Linked DNA regions of Mus musculus: all the other regions are linked to region 1. The links are chromatin contacts, called in public Hi-C and HiChIP or PLAC-seq maps. All regions are on one chromosome and are shown on one strand. The core of a region is the stretch at or near the end of the contact, and the rest is flanking DNA. Distances in the headings are between cores, read along the strand shown. Region 1 holds the start of Bcl7b (B cell CLL/lymphoma 7B). Region 2 overlaps Baz1b (bromodomain adjacent to zinc finger domain, 1B). Region 3 overlaps Mlxipl (MLX interacting protein-like).

What was found. A called contact is a pair of places that touch in the nucleus more often than the background predicts. HiChIP or PLAC-seq counts read pairs in DNA pulled down with a chosen protein or histone mark.
Region 2: a contact with region 1 is called in an H3K27ac HiChIP or PLAC-seq map of embryonic stem cells, with 7 read pairs. The contact joins the enhancer-like site here to the promoter of Bcl7b in region 1. A contact is called at or near these places in 3 of 39 promoter capture datasets (cranial neural crest, frontonasal cranial neural crest and macrophages), 1 of 15 datasets of contacts at CTCF or cohesin (CD8 T cells), 3 of 484 Hi-C or Micro-C datasets (LSK cells, germline stem cells and pancreatic cancer cells), 7 of 115 datasets of contacts at active chromatin or transcription factors (the HPC-7 cell line, the SCID.adh cell line, bone marrow-derived macrophages and 1 more) and 3 of 9 other capture datasets (adipose tissue, liver and pancreatic islet).
Region 3: a Hi-C map of bone marrow-derived macrophages shows a contact between it and region 1, with 60 read pairs. The contact joins the enhancer-like site here to the promoter of Bcl7b in region 1. A contact is called at or near these places in 3 of 39 promoter capture datasets (liver, macrophages and trophoblast stem cells), 5 of 484 Hi-C or Micro-C datasets (bone marrow-derived macrophages, liver, myeloid progenitors and 1 more), 6 of 115 datasets of contacts at active chromatin or transcription factors (effector CD8 T cells, embryonic stem cells, intestinal villus epithelium and 2 more) and 4 of 9 other capture datasets (adipose tissue, embryonic stem cells, liver and 1 more).

Annotation. Positions count from the first base shown.
Region 1 is chr5:135,167,059-135,169,783 of GRCm38.p6, reverse strand. It overlaps Bcl7b (B cell CLL/lymphoma 7B), which reads right to left and starts at 1,412. Exons shown (of 6, transcript NM_009745.2): 1 at 1,186-1,412. The coding sequence starts at 1,277.
Region 2 is chr5:135,222,568-135,225,292 of GRCm38.p6, reverse strand. Baz1b (bromodomain adjacent to zinc finger domain, 1B) reads right to left here. Exons shown (of 19, transcript NM_011714.2): 9 at 2,075-2,208. Among named protein-coding and RNA genes, the nearest start is that of Fzd9, 27 kb to the left of the region's middle. Within about 2 kb of position 1,347, at least 9 of the 459 cell types and tissues checked have an H3K27ac peak or open chromatin away from gene starts, as enhancers often do. A contact at or near this core is called in embryonic stem cells, where this site is marked.
Region 3 is chr5:135,126,508-135,129,232 of GRCm38.p6, reverse strand. It overlaps Mlxipl (MLX interacting protein-like), which reads right to left. Exons shown (of 17, transcript NM_021455.5): 8 at 536-720. Among named protein-coding and RNA genes, the nearest start is that of Mlxipl, 21 kb to the right of the region's middle. Within about 2 kb of position 1,357, at least 11 of the 459 cell types and tissues checked have an H3K27ac peak or open chromatin away from gene starts, as enhancers often do. A contact at or near this core is called in bone marrow-derived macrophages, where this site is marked.

The DNA.
Region 1 (2,725 bases), core at 163-2,662:
AATTTCAAAATGTGTCTCTGAGGAACCTACATTGAAATTTCTTTTGAGCATTTTATTATTTTTATGTGTGTGGGTGCTTTACATGCGTGTGTGTCTGCGCATTACACACGTGCTGTGCCCACAGATGCCAGAGGACATGGTATCCCATGGGACTGGAGAAGAGCTGTTAGGGGCCATGTGGTGGAAGAGCAGCCAGGTGCTTTTGACCATTGAGCCATTTTTCTAGCCTACATACTTTTCCTTACCAATAAAAAACAAAAGGGGGTAGAGACTTGAGAATTACATAGGAACAGAGGAATGCCATAAGATGCAGACATTTTCCAACACTTGGGAAACACAGACAGGTGGGTCTTTGAGAGTTCAAGGCCACCCTGGCCTACAAAGAGAGTTCCAGGACAGCCAAAGGATTGGGGACACTGATTCAAAAACAAACAAACCACTCTCGCGGCCTCTTAGCTACTGGGTAAACTGAGGCAGAAGAATCACTGCCAGCCTAAAGCCAGCCTGCGGTCCTCAGGGAGCTCCGGTCAAAAAACAGTAAGGAAATTACAAATCGTTAAGTGAAGTGAATGGCTCAGAGGCTTGGTTCAGAACAATTTAAAGCAATAAAATCCTGACCTAAATTGTTCGCTAATTGTTCTGGGTTTGCAATAAACATTTGCAGGGTCAGGGTACCTTGGTCGCCAAGAGCAAACCTATGGCGAGTGGGCTGGCTAAGGATCCAAGATATCAGGAATTTCTGTTCCAAAAGTGCCATGTTTACAAACTTCCGCTTAATTTCGACCACTTATATCGTATAATAGTCGGCAACAACGGACATCACCGGACACTTGTGCTGCGCAGGAGCGGAAACCGAACCCGGAGCCGCCAAGCAGCATTTCCGCGAGGTCTCCACCGGAAGTGCAACTGTGCAGCGCCAGGCCCCGCCCCAGGCAGAGCGGCCGGAAGCGGCTAATGACAGCTATGGGAGGGGCCATGAGCCGACCGTCTTTCTGATTGGCTACAGGGAACGCGGACTCTGAATTCACGCCGATACCGGCGCGCCCTCCTTTCGCTTTTTGGCTCCGGCCCCCTCCCCCCAGGGCCGGCCTCTTGGTTCCCATCCTGCCTGTTCCTGTATGGCGAGCCTCCGCGCCGGCTTTCCCGCAACCCCACGTCAGCAACCCCTCCGCTCCCGCCCCTCACCATTTCCGCACTTTCTCGATGGCCGCCATCACCTTCTTGATGTCATCTTTAGCCCGGCTACGGGTCTCGGCCCGGACCGAACGGCCGGACATGGCGGCGGCGGGGAGTGGCTGGGGGCCGGGACAGTGCTCCCAAGACGCGGGATATCACGCGCCTCACGCGTCGCCGTCCACCCGCTGCCACCGCAGCACGTCACCGCGGCCGTCGCCCCCCCTCCGTGCGCGCGTGCGCGAGGGAGCGCGCGCACCCGCCCGCCCCTTGGGCCCTCAAGGCCTCAGCGCGCTTGCGCACCCGCCCGGGGGCGTCCCTGCTGTGCGCCTCCAGAGACCCTTTGCCCTCTTGCTGCCAGGCTGAGCCCATCGTCGTCCGCACGTGGTGTGGGCCAGGCGAGGCTGCGAGGGTGGTGGTGGGATGAGGTTTCCAAGTCACCACTTTCCCTACCTGCTGCTTCAATGCATGCCCGGGAATTTTCAATACTGTAGACCAGGCCAACCTCGAATTCACAACCACCTGATTCTGCCTCTCCGGTGCTCTGTGCCATGGCATTTGACCGGAAAATTTTATTTCATTTTGCTTTTCCGAGACAGGGTTTCCTTCTCTGTGTAGCCCTGGCTGTCCTGCAACTCACTCTATAGACCAGGCTGGCCTTGAACTCAGAGATCTACCAGCCTCTGCCTCCCAAGTGCTGGGGTCAAAGGGGTTGGAATTTTCTTTTTTTCTTTTCTTTTTCTTTCTTTCTTTCTTTTTTTTTTTTTTCTTTACATGTATATGGCACAGAGGACAATTTGTAGAAGTTGGTTTTCACTAGTGAGTTTTAGGCTGTTATCAAGTCCTTTAATCCCCCATGACCCCTGACCCTTCAAGGAATTATTTATGCGCTGCATGTTCACCTAAAAGGAGATCTGTGTCATCATTGTCTAAATAGCTGTGTTCCGGAGTCATTATCACACCTTCCTTCATTTTGACTTCTGGTCTTCGAATTCTCAGCTACCCACCTGGAAATTTCTTCTGATTGAATCAACTACTTTTCCAACATCCAGGTCACACTGCGGCTCTTCCTGAGTATTTTGCACCTGGCTCATACTTTTAGCATTCCACTTCACTGTCAGGGAATTCAGTTCTGGATAAAACATTGCCTGTGTTCTGTGCATTGGACCAAGTACTGAGGACATAAATATTTCTCTTTTGAAAGAACTTCTGGACCAGGGACTGTGATGAACACATTTATCCCAGCACTCTGGCGGAAGAGGCAGGTGGATTTCTGAGTTCAAGGCCAGCCTGGTCTACAGAGTGAATTCCAGGACAACCAGGGATATGCAGAGGTTTTCTCTGGGGGGTTGAGGAAGGACAAAAAGAGAAAAGAAAGAGGGGAGTGAAAAGCAGTGATAACAGACCCAATAGAAGGAGGAGGTGACCCACAGCTGACGTTGCATGCCCAGAGGGACTTGTTTGAATCAACTTTGAGGTTTACTTGCAGTTCCAGGAAAACCAAGAGTTCAAGGTCATCCTTGACTGCGTTTAAAGTTTGAGGCCAGTTTAA
Region 2 (2,725 bases), core at 98-2,597, 56 kb before region 1:
TCTACATGCATTCACACATACGTATACACAAACATATCAATATCATATAGAAAAAAAAATCCTCAAATAGGCAGTGGTCATATATATATATACCTTTAATCCCTGAACTCAGGAAACAGAGAAAGGCAGATTTCTGAGTTTGAGGCCAACCTGGTCTACATAGTGAGTTCCAGGACAACCAGGGCTACACGGAGAAACTGTTTCAAAACACCCAAAAGAAAAAAAGGGGGTGGGGCAACAAAACAAAACAAATCTCCACTAGGATGCTCTAGATAAGCTTTTGAGAAGTCCTACATTCTATTGGAATCACTTCTAAATCTGAAGAGCCTGACTCTACAGTCAACTCTTCTCTAGTTCAACTGCATCAGATAGCACTAATATTATCTGTAAAGTATACCAAATCCAGAATGTGCTGCAAGGTAATATAATCTACACTTAAAATAACTTACCATAAAGAAGCCTTAAAGTTTTCAGATGTATAAAAGAAATGAGTGGTTTTATTATTAATAATGCTACATTAAGTTTGTTATTAGGAGTATCTTCAAAATCAAGCACTACTTTAAAACAAAAATAAAAAATACATTCCTAGAGAAATACAATTCTTGAGAAGCAGTCTTCATCAGGTTATTATAACCCAATGGTTCCAGAGGACCAGGGTTTAAATCCCAGAACCTATATGGCAGTTAAATCTGTAACTCTAGTTCCATAGAATCTGATGCCTCTACTGACTTTCGTTGGCACCAAATGCACACAGTGCAGACACACACACACACACACACACACACAAAATACCACATACTTTAAAAAAGACTTCAAAACCAGCCTAGGTTATATGAGATCCCAAGCAGGTGGTAGGCGGTCTCCCTGTTTTGTCCTTTTCAACAACTGGGCTCAAATATCACTCTGCTCCAGCCTTCCAAGGAACTATAACTATAGACGCATGCCACTGTGCCTCAGGCTCAGTCAATCCTTGCACCCACCCTACAGGTCTCACTACAGAGCCCAGGGTGGTCTCAAATTCACCACCTCCTGCCCACCCCAGGCTCCTAGTGCTGAGATTACTTGAGCAGTCCCTGACTTAAGATGAGATATGTCTATTTTTCTCCTTATTAGATTTGCAGTGAAATGACATTCAGGACCTTATCTGTCCTTTTTGCAGTCAAATCTCCAGCACATCTAAATTTTCTTTGCACAATACAAGGTATTTCAGAATTAATTTAAAAAGCAGAGAAAGAGGACAAATAACAGTTTCCTTGGTCTCCTACCTCAGTTTTAGGCTTGATGCCTCTACAGACATTAACAAGGTACAAAATCTGAAAGCTATTTCTGTAAAATCTACTACCCACAAGTATTCACTCCTCCTCTTCCCTCATTAAGCTAGGATCAGGGCTACCATGCTCTCTTCTCTCTGCATGCTCCTCTTCTCTCAGAAGCTGGGTGGTAATAAAGAAACCACAGCCGGGAAAGGGGACACAGGAAAGTCAGTCCTCCATGTGAATCCTAAACCACAGACAGTCCCTACTTAAACTATCTCAAAGCAAGGGTGGAAGTGCACACCTACAATCCTGGTACTCAAGAGACTGAGGCTGGAGGATTGACAGTTCTAGGCCAGCCTGAACTATAGCACAGCACTGCTTCAAACACATAAAAATATTTCATCTTTACAAAGAGGAAGGTCAAAACACACTCAAAAGAAACAGTCCTTAAATCTTTTTCCTAATAGCACCCTGCAGTTCTGTTTCCTGAGCTAGGGTGTGGCCACAGCTCGTAGGCAGCCACACACTCACTAAGGAAAACAGTACTCCAGTGTTTTGTGCTGGGCTGCTACACAGCTCAGACTTGTTCAATGCATTCTGGACATGACCACTTCCCGCCTGGAGCAGACACCATACTCAAAGCAGTGGTTCTCAACCTGCCTAATGCTGCAACTTTAATATAGGTCCTCATGTTGTTGTGACCTCAACCTAGCCTGATTATCAACTCCTAAGAAAAGGTCTCCCCCACCCCCCACTCCTCCACCCATGGTTAGGGATCACTGCTTTATGTCAACAACCTCTGCAGCAGATATACTTACTTCGAGGACAGTAGTCATCATCAGGTAAATTGCTGTGGTCTTTGCGGTGATGCTTAAACCGGTAGTCAATGCTATTATGGACCCAGCCCTTTTCAATGAATAATCCTGGGACTTCGTTTGAGAAGAGCCAGTATCTACAAAGCACAACAAGGATTAATTAGTAACACCCATGATAAGTGCAACAGTGGACAGAGAGACGGCTGGATCACTTTACTGCTAACAAGCAGGAGTAGCACTGGTCACAGCTGACAGTGCCTTCCTCACAATTTGACATAGAAGAGTTGTAAGGAAAGACAGGGTAACAAAGATGCCTTGACATCTGGAATTCATCTAATGTCTGTGTCACTTCTGTAATGTCTATTCTGTCTCATTAGGTTCCACACAAGGAATGAATTTAAAATACCTTACCTAAAAAACAAAAAAATTATTTTAAGTCTGTCATGTTTTGCCTTCATGTATACATGCATGACTGAGTTCAGAGAGGTTTTCAGAATCCTGGAACTAGAGTTACAAATGGTTTTAGTCCCCATGTGGGTGCTTAGACCCAATTCCAAGAACAGTAAATGCAAGAACAGTAAGTGGTCTTAAATCACTGAACCATCTCTTCTAAAATACTGAACCATTAAAAAAAAAAAAAAATTTTGGATTATA
Region 3 (2,725 bases), core at 108-2,607, 40 kb after region 1:
CACTTAACAGTGGCAGGGGAATGACTTCTGAATTGGGCACAGGAGTTAGTGAAACAAGATGCCAATTTACAGTTGTCTAGACACACACCCATTCTGTTTCCATGCACACATTCCTGGCCCTTCCAATCTGGCTTGCCCTTTCCCTAGCCTGTCATTCACTAAGACTCAGAATACTAGGCAGGTACAGATGGTGTACACCTTTAGTGGCTGCACTCAGGAGGCAAAGACAGGTTGATCTCTATGAATCCAAGGCCATTCAGGGCCCTGAGACCATGTATCAAAAACAAAACAGAACTAAAAGCTTTCTTCTGGATTGTGCCCTGTTCTGTGCGTCTTCTGCCATCTGCCCCCACCCCCCACCCCCATTCAGTTCGTGTAATTCTGTTTTGTAGGGTTTTCTTTCTCTGCTGCCTAGGTTCTCTGGGGCCCTCTGCCTGGTTGGCCCAGTAAATGTCTTTTTACCTCCTGGCCCCAGGCAGAGGCCGAGCTAGCTCTCACATGCTCTGGCCAGACTTGCAGAGCAGGATAAGCTCACCTGTAGGCGTGTATTCCCTGAGTGAGGGGTCATCCCTGAGGAGGAGGAAGACGAGGCTGGAGATGGCATCTCTGGGGCCAGGATCCCACTGCTGAAGAGGGAGTCAGCCATGGGGCCAAAGCTGGGGGACTCTATGTAGTTTGAAGATGTGGGTGTCTGAGGGGGGCGGTAATTGGTGAAGAAATCTGTAATTGGGACACAGAGGACAGCAAATGATATTAAGAACTCAGAAGAGGCCATAGACACAGTTCCCACACTGGAGAGGTTGGATAGGGACCAGGAGAGGTGGAAGGCTTCTACAAGAGACTGTGAAATAGTTCCTGAACACTCAGGGGAAGCTGAGGTAGAGATAGATAGGATTGCCCTGGGGAAGATGGTGGGGTCTAGGAGTATGTGAGAGCCCCAGGAAGCTGCTCACCCATGGAGTCCCAATGCTAGATCACTTCCCCTCCCTGTGTCTGCTCCCCCTTCTAGCACTGTTGGCATTCTTGAAAGAAGGGGTCACAGAGAGGCCCTGTGAAGGAAAAAGGTGGGGTACAGGGGAGTTGCCCCAATATGTCAGGGATGAATCAAGGGTGAACAGGTTCATGAGGTCAGTAGGTCAGGGAGAGGTTAGACTTGCTGAGAGATCAGGAAACTGAAGCTGTATGGAATAAAGTCCTGGCTGACATTTGGGGGACACAGGATGGGCTCAGAGTTGGGGTGTAAGTGGCAGGGAGCCAGGGACCCTGAAAAGTTTATGGAGAGGCGGGTGAGGCAGCCAGATTGTTTAGGGGTGTGAGTTGTGTAAGTTCTGGGCTATTCTGGTTTTGGGAAGCAAGCTGCTCATGGCCTAACCACATCCCGGGCTGGGGCGACACCCGCCTACCCTCTCCCTTCCGGGCACCTTTCTCTGACCCTGGCCAGCCTGTATTCTGTGCCCAAGGCTTCCTGGGCCAGTCAGAGCAGACCCCAACATGGTAGCTTCTCGCAGGGTTTGGTGGGCTGCAGCTACCCCCTCCAGAATCCCCAGCCAGGAGAGCTGCTCAGACTTTTCTGACATACATCACCTCTCAACACCAAGTTAGTTAGGGAAGGTCACAGGATCACGGTGCGTATGCCTGTGTGGTGTGTATATTTATGTATATACATATGTTGAGAGTGTATATGGGAGTGCATCAGGTGTATATATGTATGTGCATGTGTATATCCATGTGTGTGTACATATGTTAAAATGTGCATATATGTGTATACAATGTATATGATTACATGTGTATATACATATATGTATACATGTAGGCCTCTGAACATGTGGGTGAGCATATGTAGGGTATATGTATGTATGTTGTCATGTGTGTCCATGTGTGAACGCATATGTGTGTGACCATGTGTGTGTGCGTGTGCATAAAGTGTTTGTGTGCAGTGATGCTTGTGTATGAATATATGTGTTATGCGTGGCATGTGTGAATATATGTGAGTGTATGTGTGTGTGTGTATTCGTGTGGGTGTTTGTCTTAGGTGGTTCTACCTGGCCAGAAGACAGGCTCTGAGTACCAGTATACAGTGACAAGAAGCTGTCTGCCTCTTTGGTTGTCTGTCCCTCAGATATGACTGAACGAACCCGGCATGCCCACATCTCTCCCAGTATCGGACACTGTCCTGTGTCCCCACATTTTACAAAGGAATATGGGGAAGGACCAGAAAGGGGTCACCAGAGTTCCATTGCTCTCTGCCTTGTCAGTAAGTCATTTGGAGCCCGGGATTAGAGCATAGATTGGCCTCTGGCAAACCAGCCCATCATATCAGAGCCTCAGACTGCTCCTGTACTGTGAGCTGTCCACACCTGTTCCCAGCAGCCTCCAGAGATTCCCTCCCTCTCCCAGTCTCCCATCAAACCCCAGTCCTTCCCTGACCTGGTCCTCACACTGGTCAGCCACAATCTCTGCCCCTGAACCTGCCCTCCCCCAACCTCCTGCCTCTGTGGAATTTGGTGCCTTCCACAGGGTTTCCAGAAAGACGAGAGTGGAAACCCTCATGGCTCAAGGTTCTCCCGTAGCATGGCCAGCTTGAGAGGGTCACTGTAACCACCTGTTCTGGGAGAGCCAGGCTTGCCCCCAATCAGCGGCCACCTAGGATTGATTGGCAAGTTACTGCAAACTTCAACCAACCACATTTTGCCCAGAGCATGGGTGGGCACAGCTGAGCTCCTAC